Regions from separate parts of the Canis lupus genome. Here region 1 is linked to region 2. Evidence: chromatin contacts called from public Hi-C data. All regions are on one chromosome and are shown on one strand. Each heading gives the region's core, a stretch centred on a gene start, on an enhancer-like site or on the middle of the called end of the contact. The rest is flanking DNA. Distances are from core to core; before and after follow the strand shown.

The links. A called contact is a pair of places that touch in the nucleus more often than the background predicts.
Region 1: a Hi-C map of liver shows a contact between it and region 2, with 3 times the contacts expected there. The contact joins the promoter of LGR4 here to the enhancer-like site in region 2. A contact is called at or near these places in 2 of 9 Hi-C or Micro-C datasets (amygdala and liver).

What each region holds. Positions count from the first base shown.
Region 1 is chr21:48,937,151-48,940,700 of UU_Cfam_GSD_1.0, reverse strand. LGR4 (leucine-rich repeat-containing G-protein coupled receptor 4) reads left to right here and starts at 1,411. Exons shown (of 18, transcript XM_038569287.1): 1 at 1,411-1,595. The coding sequence starts at 1,411.
Region 2 is chr21:48,845,936-48,849,928 of UU_Cfam_GSD_1.0, reverse strand. LGR4 (leucine-rich repeat-containing G-protein coupled receptor 4) reads left to right here. Exons shown (of 18, transcript XM_038569287.1): 12 at 423-488; 13 at 1,185-1,256; 14 at 2,921-2,992; 15 at 3,280-3,405. Among named protein-coding and RNA genes, the nearest start is that of LGR4, 91 kb to the left of the region's middle. Within about 2 kb of position 2,223, at least 3 of the 20 cell types and tissues checked have an H3K27ac peak or open chromatin away from gene starts, as enhancers often do. A contact at or near this core is called in liver, where this site is marked.

The sequences.
Region 1 (3,550 bases), core at 162-2,661, 92 kb before region 2:
GACAGTATTGGGTGCGAATAATGACTTCCACGGGGTTGCGAAGCCACAGAAGTCCACAAGGGGAGGGGATGCTGACCATTACCCGCCCCCAAAGTTGCTGCTGACTTCTCAGTGTTTTCTCCCTTTGCAAAAAGTGTGCAGTGTTTGGAAACATCAGCCCCGTGGCCTCTTAGGAGATTCCTGCGTTTGAGGGTTTTAAGGTCCCTGAGAAGGACTCTGGGTGGAGAGCACCCGAACTCCGTGTCCTGGGTGGTTCACTGCTTGCTAAGACCTAGCTCCCCGGTGCCTCTCCACGGAGGTGCACAGAGCTCAGGTGCAGGGAGGGGCCTGGATGCGCGGGCTGCGCTGCTTTGCTGCGGGGCAGAGCCGGAGCCTCGGAGCAAGCCCGCGTGCGTGTCCCAAGAAGGGAGGCTTGTCCCCTCCTCCTCGAGACCTTCTTCCCCTTTGCACAGCTCGCAGGGTCCGCGCCCTCCGGGCCGCGCAGGTCGCCGCTGTAGGGGCTGCCGCCGTGCCCCGGGGCCGGGCCGGGCCGGAGCCCCCCCATTCCCCCCATCCCCCCCGCCCCGCCCGGGCCGGCCTCGCGGAGGAGCGTCCCGGGGCCCCGCTGTCACTCACGCGCGGGGACCCGCCCCCGCGGCCCTGCCCCGGCCCTGCCCGCCGATGAGCGCGGCGCCCGCCGGCCAATGGCGCTCCGCGGGCCCGGGCGCTCGGCACCGACCTGGGTGATTTGCATAACCCGGCGGCCCGGGGCCCGCGGCGCGCAGCCCTGCACCGAGCGGGACGCCAGGCGGCGGGGGCGGCGGCGGCGGCGGCGGCGGCGGCGGGGAGCGAGCCCGGGGGTCTGCGCGGGAGCCGGGCGGGGGGCGGGGCGGGGCGGGGCGGGATGGCTGCGGGCGGCGCCGCGCGGCGCTGAGGGGCCCGGGGGCCGGGCCGGGGCGGGAGCCATGGCCGAGCGCGGCGCCCGCGGCTGCGCACGGCCGGGCCGGCTGGCCTGAGCCGCGGGAGGAGCGGGGCTGCGTCTGCGCTTCCATGGGGCGGCGGGGGGGGGCCGCACGCCGGAGCGCCGCGTCCCTGCGCTGCTGCCGCGGGCCGCTGAGCCCGCCGACCACACGCCCGCCCCGGCCCGAGCCCGGGCTGCAGCCGCCGCCGGAGCCCCAGTCCCCGCCGAGCCCGGGCTGCACCCGGAGCCGCAGCCGGAGCCGCAGCCAGAGCCGCAGCCCGAGCTGCACCCGGAGCGCGAGCTGCACCCGGAGCCGCAGCCGGAGCCGGAGCCGCAGCCGCAGCCGCAGCCGCAGCCGGAGCGCGAGCTGCACCCGGAGCCGCAGCCAGAGCCGGAGCCGCAGCCCGAGCTGCACCCGGAGCGTGAGCCGCAGCCCGAGCCGGAGCCCGCCCGGCCGCCCCGCCGCCGCGATGCCGGGCCCGCTGGGGCTGCTGTGCCTCCTCGCCCTGGGGCTGCGCGGCGCGGCCGAGCCCAGCGGAGCGGCGCCCCCCCTCTGCGCGGCGCCCTGCAGCTGCGACGGCGACCGTCGGGTGGACTGCTCGGGGAAGGGGCTGACGGCCGTGCCCGAGGGCCTGAGCGCCTTCACCCAAGCGCTGTGAGTGCGGGGACGGGGTGCGGGAGGCCGGGGCTGCAGGGACGGGGCGCTGCGGGCGGGGGCGGGGGCGGGGCCACCCGCGTGGGGGCTGCTGGGCGGCGCCCCCGCCTGCCCGGGAGGAGGAAGCCGGAGCCCCCCGCGAGCCCCCCGCGAGCCCCCCGCCGCGGGCTCACAGACCCGGCCGCGGGGGGACACCTGCCCCCGCCAGGGCGAGCCCCGCCCGGTGGCCCCGGGCCGCCCCCTCGGGCCAGGGCGCAGGGGCCTCCACCGCGGGGGGCGGCCCAGACCCCGCTCCTGCGCCCCCCGCCCCCCCAGGCCCGAGGTCCAGAAGCGGGAGGAGCCCGAGCAGGTGGGGGCGGCCTCGGCGGAGCCACCCAGAGGGAAGCAGCGCTGGGGGCCGCGGGCGGGCAGGTGCGGGCCGGGCGCTGTGGGCCGCGGAGCCCTCGCCGCGGGAGCGGAGGCTTCCGAAGGGTCCTGGGTGCAGGGACCTCCCCACCCCCCCAGCCGAGGCGGGGACCCCCGGAGCAGCCGGCCGCCCGGGTCCTTGCGGTGCCGCCCGGGTCCTTGCGGTGCGGCCCGGGCCTCGCTGCGCCTCCCGGCGGCTGCGCCGAGGCCTCCCTCTGCTGCGCTGCAGCCCGGCCCGCGACTCTGCCTCACCCTCGGCCTCCAGCTCCCCCCCTTCATTTTTCCTGCCTCCCCTGTCACTTAGGGGCTTCAAGTCCTTCTCCTCCCGTAGAGTGAAATTGACTTTTTACCAAAGAAAATCGCTTTTGCGGCAAAGAGCAACTTACCCCCCCCCCCCCCCAGAAGGTACATTGCAAGTGGGCAGGTGGGACTGGGAGTGGGGAAAAGCGAGGCAGGGAGGACGGGGTAGGGGAGACCGGGCTGTTTCTTCCTGTCTCCTGAAGCTTAAGGAATTCATGCAGGAAGAGGTGCCTCTACCTGACGTCCCTCAAGCCTCTCGAGTCCTAGAAAAGCATGTTTTTACTGTCGTGACCAGGAGTAGAGACCTTGTCTAGCCGATTCCTCCGGTTTTGATGAGGAGACTTGTCCAGTGATTAAAAGGGCTCTTTTACACCCATACCTAAAACCACGGTGAAATAACCACACGTCGATGACCGCGCGCTCCTGTCTGCAGAGCATCTTTAGGATGCACTGGGGGTAGTACAGGGCCACGGTGTCCGCTGGGCGCCTAACAGAACTCAGTGTTGGAGGCTTGGGAAACCCGTGGTCGGCGCCCTGCAGGTTAGAGTGCCCGCTGCCGGGAGCAGGTGTGCTCTCTGTGACCTGCAGCTGCAGCGAGCGGACATCCCCATGATCCTTACTGCATCTCAGCACTCTTCATTCTCAAGAGCATATATTATGGGACTGCCCCACCTAAAGGGCGTTTCAAGGGCAGTGGGTTTGCATTTTGAGAAAGCAGCTAGTTTGCTGAATCTTCCAAAGCCGAGATGAGGCCGGGCAGAGGCCGTGGGTGTGCACCCTCCGATTGCTTTGGGATCACCTGGGATCTTGTTCCAAGTACTTCTGACCTGCTGCCCCATTATAGCTTTAGTGAGCCACAGTGACACACCAAGGGGCTAGACCCATGGTCCCGGACTTTTGTTCGCCGATTCCTAATTTCCGGAGCCTGCGCACCCGTGCCTGTTACACGGAAGAAGACTACAGACACAGATACACGTCAAAAAAGATGAGGCTGATGAATCAAAGTTCTTTTATTTGCTTCTCTTGGCTCAGTGGTAGATGGGGTTTCTTCAACTCCCCTGGGGATGTCTGCATCCCACCTTGGAGACCCTGGGACCGAGCAAGAGCACAGATTTGCTTTTGCTCAGCTTGGGGTCCACGGGGCCTGGTACACAGGAGGCCCTTGAAAACGTTGCAGTGAAGAGAGAATAACTGGAGGCCACACCGAAGGCAGACTCGGGGCTTGGAATTCAGACGCCATTCCCACACAG
Region 2 (3,993 bases), core at 974-3,473:
CATAAATTACCACTGAGACATTATTTTTATGGATTTTCCATATTATATGTTTATGTATTTCTTTTCTATGCTTAATGTTTTTTAATTTTATTTAAAAATTTTTAAAAAATTTAAGTGTTTTTAATATATTTTATATTGTCTATACTCAATATTATGTACATGAAGTTTGCAAATCTTAAGCCTGTTCTATCACTAAGGTACTCTAGAAGGTTACAAGAAAAAAAAAATAGTTGCTTTTTTTCAGCGCTCTCTTTATTTTAGATCTTCTTACCTGGACTCTCTGAGTATAGCTCTTTTAATTTAGTATTCTGTTACTAAATACTAAGTATAGTATTTGATACTTTGATACTCCTGAGTATAGCTCTTTTAACTTAGTATTCTGATAACGTAGAAATTAATTTGTTAATTTTCGTTGTTTTAAGGGACTTGTCTTACAACAGTATAAAAGACCTTCCAAGCTTTGATGGTTGCCATGCTCTGGAAGAAATGTAAGTGGGTCTTTGATATATACTCTTTTTGCTGTGGTTTATTGTTGATTCATCGAACGAACATGTTCTATTTTAAGTAATGGCTTTACTATTAAGAATTCAGAAATATTAAGGAAAGACATGCGTATAGTCAAGTGTTCCTGTGAATAAATGTCAAATCGTACTAGGTATGGTCGTGCAGCCAGCGTATATTGGGTACTTATCGGGCATTCTGTGAGATTTCATGGGCGGAGGGCTGTGTACACCAAAAAACACACAAATAAAACCTGTTCTTGGCTATTGAGGGAAACCAAACGTGGACACCTACTGTGTACCTATAAGCTCTGGTGGAAGTTGGTTTGGAGCAGGGAGAGGAGGGGGGTTCATTCTCCCTTTCCTGATCCCTTTCTTCCTACAGCATTTGGTATGGTTGTCTTGTCCTGAGTCCCTTTTTTTTTTTTTTTTTTTTACCATGTGGCCTTCCTGCTCTCCTGAGTGAGGTTGCTAAGGAATTTAGTTAGTACACGTTAATTCCCAGTATCCATTGGGATGGAATACCAATTAGTCCAACCCTTTGGTGTTACAACCGAGGAAATGGCAGTTCTCTTTACTTTCAACGAGATCAATCAGTGTTAATCAGGAATTTAAACTGAGAAAATGTTGAAGAGATGTTCTCTTTCAAATTCAAAAAATATATATATATATATTTTTTTTTAGTTCTCTGCAACGTAATCAGATCCACCAAATAAAAGAAGGTACTTTTCAAGGCCTGGTCTCTCTGCGGATCCTGTAAGTTTCTCTTTGATTATTTAGAAACAAATACAATTTTTGTCCACCTATAAATTAATACATTATAATTCCCATAAGTGATACACTTAAAGATGCAATTTATTATGTATAAGTATTGTTCAAATTATACCACGTGGTGCTTTATCAATAATCTGCTTTCAGTATTTTTTTTTAACCTTTCACTTTTTATTTAGTAATTTTTACCTTAGCTGATTTATGATACCGTACATTGGTAGGTGAAAAAGCGTAATGTGTGTATAACCTGAGAAATGGAGCTTGTTTGTTTTCTCGTGGTACTAATGAGGTTTGCAAGTGCATTAGGGCAGCGAGAGGCAAAGGGTCCAGCCTGCCTCCGATTTTGGCAAGTTAGGTTTTATTGGAACACAGCCTTGCCCTTTCGTGTAAGCGTTGTCCAGGGCTGCTTTTACCATACTGTGGCAGAGTTGACTAGTAAGGGGCCATATGACCTAATGGTGAAAATATTTACCCCCTGGCCCTCCACACAAGAAATTTGCTGACCCTTGCACTGGGGTATGTATCATAACAAATATAGCTAATAATATGCAGCAGAAGCACTCATTGGAAAAAATGTATTTGTATTTGAGTGTGTATTTGTGCCAAATACTCTATTAAGCACTTGGAGATAGAGAGGTGGCTAAGACAGGCCTTGTCCCCGCCTTCACAGAACCTCAGTGCAGGAAACACAACACACTGAAATACAGTGAGCATTTTTAAAATAACAGAGCAAATTTGGAAATGTGAAGATGGAGTGAAATTACATGTATTGAATCCTATCTTCCAGTAGCTCTCCAGTAAGACATTGAAAATGCTTTCTACTAGAAAATATTTTGTTAGAGGTTGGGATCCTTCCTTGTGCCTGACAGGCTTGCCGTGTGTGGGTCTGGGCAGTAGCGAGGAAGGGGGCTGGCTCCTAGCTGCCATCACTTCTGGAGCGCTGATAAGCGACAACAATGAAAAGCTGGCCTTTCCATGATTCGGAACCAAGTTTGTCCGGCTGTCTGTTATCTGGGAGATGCGTAATGGAATGACTTTATCCAGCCTCTGAATTTCCATCAAGGCTCCGTCTAAGTGTGGTTGCAGATTATTTCTCTGTGTTACTAATTTCTCAGGGTGTGTTTTTGAATATAGTACAGCTCTGGTGTTGATATGATTTTTATTTCCTGCTCAGGGGGGAAAAGAATGATATCTGAAGCCCTTCTGGAATGCTCTTGTTTACATATTGATTGTTTGTCTTCCGTGGGGGCCTTATCACTGACCTTTGAGAAGGCAAATAGTATGAAACCTGTTTTTATTTTCAGCTTTGTCAGGAGCTGAGTTTTTCTTCGCCTACTAAATAGTGCCAAAGGTTATATCACATCATTTATATTTTTGAACTGGTACCAGAATGATAAGGTGGAGAAAATTCACAACTGTTTTAAAACAGATGCCAGCTAGAATTACTGAGCCGCGGAACCCATTCCAAGAAATAGATTTTCGTGAAGGGGGGGAGGGATTGAACATAAACACGAAGTTGTTGGACAAGATTAATAAGATTTGTTATCTTATCAGGGATACTGTGACTACTTCAGATTCCAAAGTATAGTCAAACTAACTGCAATTTGAATTTATTTGGAAAGATTAACATGATCCTCTTGCCCTTGCAGAGATCTGAGTAGGAACCAGATCCATGAAATTCACAACAGAGCTTTTGCCAAGCTTGGGTCAATAACTAACCTGTAAGTTGATGATTTTATGCAGTCATACCGTGAAGGTGATGCATAATCTACAGAAACTTGTGTCTTAGCATTGTCCTACGGAAGTATTTTCCTGTTCGGTTGCTCCCTTGCGTAAATGCGAACCTGCATTGATAGGGTAATGCCTTCTTAGATGGCAATATGAATGCCAGGCCTGTTGTTTCAGCACAGCTGAACTTCCTCTTGGGGCTCTAATATTTATGATGTTTACACACGTACAGATGTTCTTGCATCTTAGGAGTTAATGTGAGCTCTCATTCACATTTCAGAGATATAAGTTTCAATGAATTAACTTCATTTCCTACGGAAGGCCTCAGTGGACTAAATCAGCTGAAACTTGTTGGCAACTTGAAGCTAAAAGAAGCCTTGGCAGCAAAAGATTTTGTTAATCTCAGGTGTGTTTTTGCTTATTTTTCTTTTTTGTTGAACCTATGGCGAGCCCCTAAATTATAGAGTATGCTGGTTTTTTGCTGTGGTTCCCAGATTTTCTGGGAGGCTATAATTTAAGAGTATTTTCTACCTCAGTCCTCACAAATTTGGTAAAAAGTAGAACACAAGCATTATTTCCTAGATTTTGAGATCATGAATTGGAGCCCTTGAGACTGTCAGGGAGATAACATAGCCATTCATCAGACTGGCTTTTTTTTTTTTTTTTTTTTAACTTTTTACAGCAGATTTGTCACTAACACTGTAGCAGGAACCACATAAATGTGAACCTACAGAAAACTGACACAATGCTATATTTCACAAAGACATTTTGATATAATAGAGACAGGACTTGCGGATAGTACTGTGGGAGAAGAGAATAAATATTTTTACTATACTTTGTGAACAGAATAAATTCATTTAATGGTAAAAAGTTGTAAATTATCTGAGACATTACTTTTAACTGAAACTACGAGTATCATATGATAAATTAGGCATGGTTTATTCATGGGTTAAAGGAGTCTGATAAGATTTCACTTTAAACTGCTGTATTACTG